Regions from separate parts of the Pan troglodytes genome. Here regions 1 and 2 are each linked to region 3. Evidence: chromatin contacts called from public Hi-C and HiChIP or PLAC-seq data. All regions are on one chromosome and are shown on one strand. Each heading gives the region's core, a stretch centred on a gene start, on an enhancer-like site or on the middle of the called end of the contact. The rest is flanking DNA. Distances are from core to core; before and after follow the strand shown.

Evidence for each region. Hi-C and Micro-C count contacts between places; a contact is called where the count stands out from the background. HiChIP or PLAC-seq counts read pairs in DNA pulled down with a chosen protein or histone mark.
Region 1: a contact with region 3 is called in an H3K4me3 HiChIP or PLAC-seq map of stem cell-derived excitatory neurons, with 6 times the contacts expected there. The contact joins the promoter of RPL10A here to the promoter of DEF6 in region 3. A contact is called at or near these places in 1 of 7 Hi-C or Micro-C datasets (induced pluripotent stem cells) and 1 of 1 datasets of contacts at active chromatin or transcription factors (stem cell-derived excitatory neurons).
Region 2: a Hi-C map of induced pluripotent stem cells shows a contact between it and region 3, with 3 times the contacts expected there. The contact joins the promoter of FANCE here to the promoter of DEF6 in region 3. A contact is called at or near these places in 4 of 7 Hi-C or Micro-C datasets (induced pluripotent stem cells, a lymphoblastoid cell line and stem cell-derived neural progenitor cells), 1 of 1 datasets of contacts at active chromatin or transcription factors (stem cell-derived excitatory neurons) and 1 of 1 other capture datasets (stem cell-derived neural stem cells).

Annotation. Positions count from the first base shown.
Region 1 is chr5:41,339,068-41,341,767 of NHGRI_mPanTro3-v2.0_pri, reverse strand. It overlaps RPL10A (ribosomal protein L10a), which reads right to left and starts at 1,359. Exons shown (of 6, transcript XM_009451114.4): 1 at 1,252-1,359; 2 at 793-867; 3 at 639-719; 4 at 137-285. The coding sequence starts at 1,256. FANCE (FA complementation group E) reads right to left here. Exons shown (of 9, transcript XM_016955324.4): 9 at 2,582-2,700.
Region 2 is chr5:41,322,894-41,325,593 of NHGRI_mPanTro3-v2.0_pri, reverse strand. It overlaps FANCE (FA complementation group E), which reads right to left and starts at 1,341. Exons shown (of 9, transcript XM_016955324.4): 1 at 843-1,341. The coding sequence starts at 1,090.
Region 3 is chr5:41,171,007-41,173,706 of NHGRI_mPanTro3-v2.0_pri, reverse strand. It overlaps DEF6 (DEF6 guanine nucleotide exchange factor), which reads right to left and starts at 1,298. Exons shown (of 11, transcript XM_518424.7): 1 at 844-1,298. The coding sequence starts at 1,200.

The DNA.
Region 1 (2,700 bases), core at 110-2,609, 170 kb before region 3:
CAGGCAAGCTAGGCAACCACCGCCGATCCTTTGCTATTCTAGGCCCCTCATCATTTAAAAATCGAAAATGGCAGAAAAGCCTTTCTACCGCCCCCACCACACATCTCACATGCAAAACCACAGCGGCCGGACTCACCCAGCTTCTTGACCAGTTTTTTATTCTTGTTGAGTTTTTTCAGCGCCTCGATGTCCATGTGGGGGATATCCACGGCCTTAGCCTCGTCACAGTGCTGCTGGTCCCCCAGGACACACACAGAGAACTTAGGGCGGGGAGTGGACTTAAGCCTGCGTTTTGGGGGACAGCACCAACAGGTTACGCCTAGCCCTGGGTCCCAAGGGCCGGTGAAGGGTCTGGGACCGCAGCAGCCACCGAGCCTTACCCGGAGCGTTCACATTCACCAGCAGCCAGCCTGGCTTCTCAGGCTGGCCGGCGGGCTCGGCCGAGGCCTACCCACGCCTCCCCTCATGTTTTAAGACCCAGGGTGGGGGTCCGTCCAGCCGCGCCTGCCCGGAGCAGGGGGTCTGAACTACCCTAGCACATCAGTACCGACGTGCCCGCCTCCGGCTCAGCGGGAGCCTGCAGAGGAGGGGCAAGCACGGGGGCACTGAGGGCTGGGTGGGATCAGAACGGTGCCAACCTGACGGTGCCCGAGAAGCGCTTGTCCTTCTGGGGGTCATAGTTCTTCAAGCTGATCTGCAACTCCACCGTCTCCAGGAACCTTCGAGAGAGGAGGGGGGTTAAGCACCCGCCGGCCCTCGCCACCCGCGCCGTGCCCCAGGGTCGGCACTCACTTGCGGCGCTTGCGCTGGTTCCCGTGCAGGACTTCCCGCACCGCCTCGTACAGGGTGTCGCGAGAGACTTTGCTGCTGCGGGAGAGAAGCGACAGGGCGCTCAGGGCCGCGGAGTCCACACGCTCGGACTGCCTGGAAGCCTCCGAGGCTCTAGGCTTCGAGACGGGCGGGCGGCCCACGGCGGACTCCCCCGTAGATTCCGGACACCAAGTGGAGCGACGGGAGCTCAGACCCAGACCCAAGCCCCGGTGGAAGAGGGAGGCTCTCAGTGATCGGACCTGGTAGAAAGGGCGACCCGCAGGCCTACCCGCCTTGAGAAATGCCCCGCGGCGAAGGTGGCGCAAGGGTCCGCGGCGAAGGTGGCGCAAGGGTCCGCAGCGCGGCCTACAGGATCCGAACCCTCGGCGGGGCACCTGAAGGCGCGGATGAACGCGGATAGGGCTTTCAGGACCAACTCACCTCATGGCTTCTCACGCCGCGCTAACCGGAAAAGAGACTAGCATGTCTTGCGCATGCGCTCAAATAGTGGCCCTGATCTCGCGATAATGCTTTGCTCCTCTGTCCTACCCGCAGAGCGGTTGGGTGGGCCAACCCCGAGAAGCGCGGCCTTCTCTGGCCGCTGGGGGGCGTCGCTGGGCCGCTAGGCCGGCGCGGTAACCCACAGAGTTGTCGCAGTCCTGAGCGCCCCGCGGTCCCCCGGTAATGTGCCGATTCGCGCCCGCTGCTGCTGGACCCCTAGGGAAGCGGCTGGGTTCGGGGCTCGAGCTTCGGTAGTCACACGTACTGGTACAGCCCAGTGATGTTCACTGACAACGTGGATTCCGGCACGCTTGTCCCTCAAACCCCTCTCCCCTCGCGCCCTCCGCACCAGCTTATGTTCTCAAAAGGAAGCCTGGCCCGACCTCCCTCCCTCAGCACCTTGCTCTAACGTGGACTCGTGGTAAGGGAAGTGTCCGGAAAAGTTCTGTTCCTGTCCTTTCAACGCCTGCAGAGGGGTAGAGCTGGGAAAGTCCTTAAGTGAACTTTCACTTGATAGTTAATTTGATAACATCTACGTTTTAAGTGTGACTGCTATGAATAAGGCGTCTAGCCAGGTGCTACAGGAATACAAGGATGTAAAACAGGCACACAGCACTGCACACCCATAAGGTGTCTTCTCTGCTCTTTCCTCTGTCCAATGGGTCTCATCCTCTTAGCCACAGTAACCCCCAGAGCCCTTCAGATCTCTCCTCGGATTCATCTGCCCAAAACCCTTCCCGAACTCCAGACTGAGTCACTCCCACCTTTAAGATGCCCATTCTCACCTACCCCCCTGCCTGGTGGGGGCAGCTCCTATAGGATGGGGTGGGTGGTATTACACATTATTTGGCCCTCAGAGGGTGAATAAGATACCCTACACCCTTCCCCTCACCAGGAAAAAGATGTTCCTTGTCATTGAGCAGGGAGGTGGAGGGGGTGCGGATGGGCTCAATACCCAGAATTCATGGGAAGGAAGGTACTGCTTCTAATAAGACATTGGCCAGGCGTGGTGGCTCACGCCTGTAATCCCAGCACTTTGGGAGGCAGGCGGATCACCTGAGGTCAGGAGTTTGAGACCAGCCTCGTCTCTACTAAAAATACAAAAATGAGTGGGTCATGATGGCATGCGCCTGTAATCCCAGCTACTCAAGAGGCTGAGGCAGGAGAATCGCTTGAACTGGGGAGGCAGAGGTTGCAGTGAGCCGAGATCATGCCATTGCATTCCAGCCTGGGCGACAGTGCGAGACTCCGACTCAAAAAGAAAAAGACATTATTGAACATGCTTTTATTCAACACCATTGATAAATTATTCAAGTCAGAAACAAAAACACAGAAGGTCATAATATACATGAGCACAGGAGCTTCATCTGAGCCCACTGGTACCCCAGA
Region 2 (2,700 bases), core at 92-2,591, 150 kb before region 3:
GGATGGTTTCCAGCATAAATTATGGGGGAGGGGTATCCAAGAGGAGTGGAAGGCTGGCCCCACTAGGAGCTGAACATGGCACCTCACCCACTCGTTTTTCTGTGTGTTTTAGTTAACTTTGCTAGTTAAGTGCATTTGTAGATACTGTACTTTTTTTTTTAAACAAAAGTTGTCCTCACAAATAAGCACGTGGCTTAAAAGAATGCCTGCCAAAAAATTGGAGATAATATCAATAACAGAAACACAACCAAATAAAATGGCAGGGCCGACACCTCTGCTCCTAGTAGGAATTCTTCGTCAGCCACAGAGAGGTTAAAAAAAAAGTTCAATGTCATCCAAGAGCCAGAAATTATCAAGAACACTAAAATATGGATTCACAGTTACCATTCTTAGAGAAAGCAATCTTGCCTTAAAGTGAACGTTATGCTTTGAAAAGCAGAGCATACAGCCACCAGGATAGCGGATATGTATTCCACCATCACGTTTTAAATATCTATTTTTGTACTTTAAAATGTACGTATTTTAACACATGTGTACACTTTATACATAAGTATACTTACACTGGACGTGCGAGTCCAGTTTTTTAGAGATGGAAGTACGCGATCAAAAGTGATTTGCCTCCACTTATCATCACTATACTTTACAGCGAACAGAAGGCGTGTGCCTCGAGTTCCCGGATCCTCGATGTCCCGCACACAGCAAGTGCTCAGTGAAGGGTGCCCCTGCTCATAGGGTGCGCGGCAGGCCGTCGCTGAAGGGGCTTATTTCACCTCTGTGTGTGTCGGTCCCCCGACAGCCCCACGCCTCCCATACCTGCTAAGGGGCCGCGGGCGAGGACTTACAGCTCCAGACGGCCGTCAGGCCCCTGCACGACCGGCTCCTCCCGGCACAGGGCCTCGAGCAAGCGACCCCAGTCGAAGGGCTCCCAGCCGCGGCTGCCCAGCGCCCGGAGCACCCCCAGGCCGCGCCGCGCCCCCTCGGGCCCCGCCTGCAGCGCCTGCAGCAGGAGGCGGGCGGGGGCCTCCAGCTGCGCCCAGGGCGCCGGCTCCACGCCCTCAGCCCCAGGGAGCCCCGCGTCCGGTGTCGCCATGCCGGGGCACGGGTGCCGCGCCGCCCCCTACTCTGGTGTGGGGCCTCAGCTCAGAGGCTGAGGGGAACGGAGGACTCCAGCGCCGTCCCTGACGCGGCGGCGGCGGGCCAGCTCCAGCGCCTGTTACAAGCTCTCCTCGGCGTTGGGAGACCGGAGAAGCCCGGCCGCCCGAAGCCGCAGCCGTTCCCGCGCTGTCGGAAAGGGAAGGAGGGAGGCGCGGCCGGGGGCGGAGCCTGAACGTGAGGCCGGCGCGAGGGCAGGTCGCAAGGGGCAGGGCCGGGCACAACTCCAGCCGGAGTAGGTGGGCGGGGCCAAGGCCTGGGGCGTGCCCATGGGAGGGGGCGTGGACAAAACAAGTGGTTAGTTTGTGGGCGGTGTCGGGCCAGGGAGCCTGGAGCGGGGCGGGGGCGGGGGTTGATGGAGGGGTGGATCCGCCGCTGACGACCCCAACCCTCTCCCTTTCTTCATCACTCCCCAAAGTAGTGGAATGGAGTGGATGTCAGGGGTTCTGTTGTGCTAGAGGACCCGCGCTGTATTTAAGCTGACGGCATGTTGCTTGTCATGGACTTCACCATAGAATTTGACCACAATTTACCACCCCACTTAGCTTCATCTCTTCCACAGGCCAAAAGTGCTATCATTTGGGTTTCAGTCCTCTCCAGAAATAGTATTTGATATACAAACATCCCTGAGAATGACATGGTCACAGTAAAACCTAACACTATTAATACGGCCAAAGACTTTCTTCTGAACTTCCTCCCAAAGACCAAGCAGTAACCTTGCTCTGGGTAGTTTATAGGGGGCCAGGTGTGGCTCCACTTCCTAGGGTTCAGTTTAAGGAAGTCCGCTGGAGAACTTGGCTTCCAGCTAAGGGTGAGATCACTGCAAAGCGTAGGAAATAAGCGAGAAGAGCCCCACAGTGCCTCCTAAACCTTGCTTTGGGGGCTAGCGTGTATTTCCCGTCCCAGCTCTGCTGCCACACACAGCCCTTCATTCAGGAAATGTTTACTGAGCACCTAGGGACTGGGGATACTGGGAACAAAACAAAGATCCTGGCCCTCATTGTCACACAACTGGGGAGAGACGGAAAGCTAATTAAACAATGTTTGTGATAAGTGTTCAAAAAGAACGTAACACCGACACACAGCACGAAGTGCTTTTAAATAGGGTGGTCAGGCAAGATGAATGTGAAGATGAGGTTGGCAAGCCAGACAGAAGTCTGTGAGAAGACCATTTCAGTCCTCCCTGTGGAGGGCGGGGGGGCTCTGGGGCAAAAGCATGGCTGGAACGGAGGGCACTTGCTGGATAGTAATAGGAGTTGAGATCAGAGTGGGAACCAGGTCAGATCTTAAAAGGCCTGAGGTCACAGAGAGGACTTGGGCTTTCACTCTGAATAGTATGGAAAGCCATGGGAGTATCTTGAGCTTGATCTGATCTCCATTTGAGCCAAAATGATTTCAAGGGAGATGTCGGGAAAGACTAGTGATATTTCTTAGATAATGGCTGCTTTGCAAATGCCAAAATAGCAAGAAAGAAGTTTCTTCCAGACACCTTCTGTTTCAGGTAAGCAGCTCTAACTTTACAGGGGATGTTTTGGGTCTTCGAATGAC
Region 3 (2,700 bases), core at 49-2,548:
GCCTACCTTGCTCCTTTCCCCCAGTGTTCGCTGATTCTAGTGGCTGAGGGCCTTGCTTCCTCCCCACTAACTAGGGTAGGGAAGGCAGCACTACTGGAGGACTGGAGGAAGAGAGAAAAACTCCTTGGCCTCCCAGAAATTGTCTAGGCCAGATGATTGACTTCAGGACAATCATTGATTGGGATTTTCCTGGGCTTAGATTCTCCCCCTTCCCTACCTGAGGTCTCAAGGCCTAAGGTAAGTTTCCCAACCTGATATGTGTGGTGGATAGGGGGGTGAGCTGCGTAGCAGTATAATAGGGTCCTCAGTCCTCACCCACTCCGCAGCTCTGTCCCACCTGGGGGGCAGGGTTAGACAGGCCAGACAGGTTTGGGACTGGGGGCGGCCCCTTTATGCCTCTCTCAGCTCCAGAGGAAATGACTGCCAAGCACTGGCTAACTGTTTCTCTTGAAAGTCAGGAGGAAGCAGCAAGAAAGAGCACACTGCGTGCCCAAGCATGACTCTGTGGAGGTGTGTGTGCTCATCACACAGAGTCTGGGATGTGGCCTGGCTCCTGGCCCTCAGAACCCCATAATGGCCCTCAGAACCTCCTGGCCTCCAGTTGTGGGGCCCAGTTCTGCGCAAGGTTTCTGCACACACTCCACTAGGTCTCTGGAGGGTGGGCAGCGGCATCTACCAGGCTACGTTGGCCCAGTTACCCAGGACCAGCCCCCCGACCCCAGGCCCGGGACGCTGGATGGCTGGGTGCCCCTGGAGTGGCACAGTGTCCACACCTGGCTCCCAGGCGGCAGGGGCTGGTGTGGTGCATCTGCCGTCCTCCCCCGGGTCCCGGGTGCCCCTCACCTTGAGCTGGGACTTGGAGACTTTGCCACTCTTCTCCACGTCCAGCGCGGTAAAGGCGTACCAGATGGACTTGAGCAGTTCCTTGCGCAGGGCCATGGCTGAGGCGCCCGCCCGGCTGGGGGCGGCTCTGACACTAAGATCCGGTTTCAGGAAATGCAAACGGCTGCAGAGACCGCAGAGGTGCCGTGGTGGAGCGAGAGCACCACCTGCCTGCACATTGCGTGAGGCTCTGTGCTGTCGAGAACCCTGCCTGTTGTTCTGGCAGTGCTCAGAGGCTCCACTCCCTGCATGGGAACTGGGGACCAACTCTCTGAGAGCGGGAACCCTCGTTCTGTATCCACGTGGCTCCTGGGGCATGTGAGGCCCTTTTAGAAGCCTCCTCAGACCCGGAGGCTTCTGGAGCCTTCCAGGGCTCCCAGAGGCAGCTTGCTGAGGGAAAAAGCAAGCTCCTCCTGATATTGGGGTCAGACAGAGTAAAGGTCCAGTCCTAGTTCAACATAGGAGGCCTTGGGTAAGTTACTTAACCTCCTTGAGCAGTTTCCTCATTTGTAAAGCAGGAAAAATGCCTCCGTGTTGTAAGAATGTCTGAGAATGGACGTAAAGCACATAGTAGGCTCTGGGTAGAGCTTTTGGTGCTACTTAACATTACCATGGTGGTGGGACTCCATCCAAGTGGAAGGAAACAAAGGCAACATCACAAAGCTGGAGAAGGAACTGGGCCAGGGCACCTCTCCAGGTCAGGATGTGGCACTTGACTTGCTGGCTCCCTATCCCCTCAGCACTGGCTCTAAACGGTACTCAGAGCACTGCCCACTCTAGCCCCAGTAGCCCTGAAGACACTGGAAACTTCCTGAAACACATGGGGGTGAGCCTTGTGGTGCACCTCAACTTTAAGGGTCCCAGCAGCAGCAGGCTTGGGATTCAGGGCCCTCCATGTCAGTGCTTCCTTTCTTCAGATCCAGTGTCCAAAAGGACTGGGACACGCCCACACCAGGAATGGTGGTCACAGATGTTGAAGACATCTGCTCAGGCCAATTCTAAGACACCTTCCCCTACCCTCTAAACCAAATAAAAATCCCTCCAAGTAAGGTGCTGGGAATACCTCCTGCCTGGAAGCATGCCCCCGCCCCTCTCTTCCCAAGGAGCTGGTGGCAAGAGTAAATGGGAGCTTTCTAGGCATCCTGGGAGAGGATGCCTGGATCAGAGGAGGGGTTTCCAATCTTAGGAGGCAGGAAGGGGTTGGGGCATATCCATCACAGCAGAGAGAGGAAAAGAGGCACCACCAATCCCTGCAATGTTCCTGTGTAGGCAGAGTCAAACCCAGAGCTTCCTCCCATCAAGTGCCTTCCCCTGTATCCCTTCCTCCCGCTGGAGCTGATCTGGTCTCACCAACTCACTTTTCAGTGGGGTCTGATTGTGGCTTTGAAATCCCACAGCACAGTCCTCGGCACCTAGGTGGGCACCCCCAGAGCTGGGTAATAGAGCCAAGACTTCAGCTCCAGAGGCATCAGACTCTGCTCCTTGAATCTCAGTAACCTTGGCAAAGGTGTCCCCCAGCCTCACTCTAACCTGGGGCTTTGCCCTCTTGGAGAAGCTGACTGTGTGATTTGGGGGTGGCTGGGTTGGAGGGGCTCTGACTACATTTCACAAGAAAAGGCAGGAAAAGAGTTCCCCCAGCTCAATCACATGAGGCCTGAGATTCAGCCAGAGCCTGGAAGCAGCGGTCACCCTGGTCCTGTTTGGCTACCCTGGAGCCCACCTGCTCAGCTGTGGGCAAGAAGCCACCAGCAGCTCCTCAGGGCTTTATCTTATACTGGGCTTCCTTCCCACCTGTGTCCCTGGCAGGCCAGCCCCACC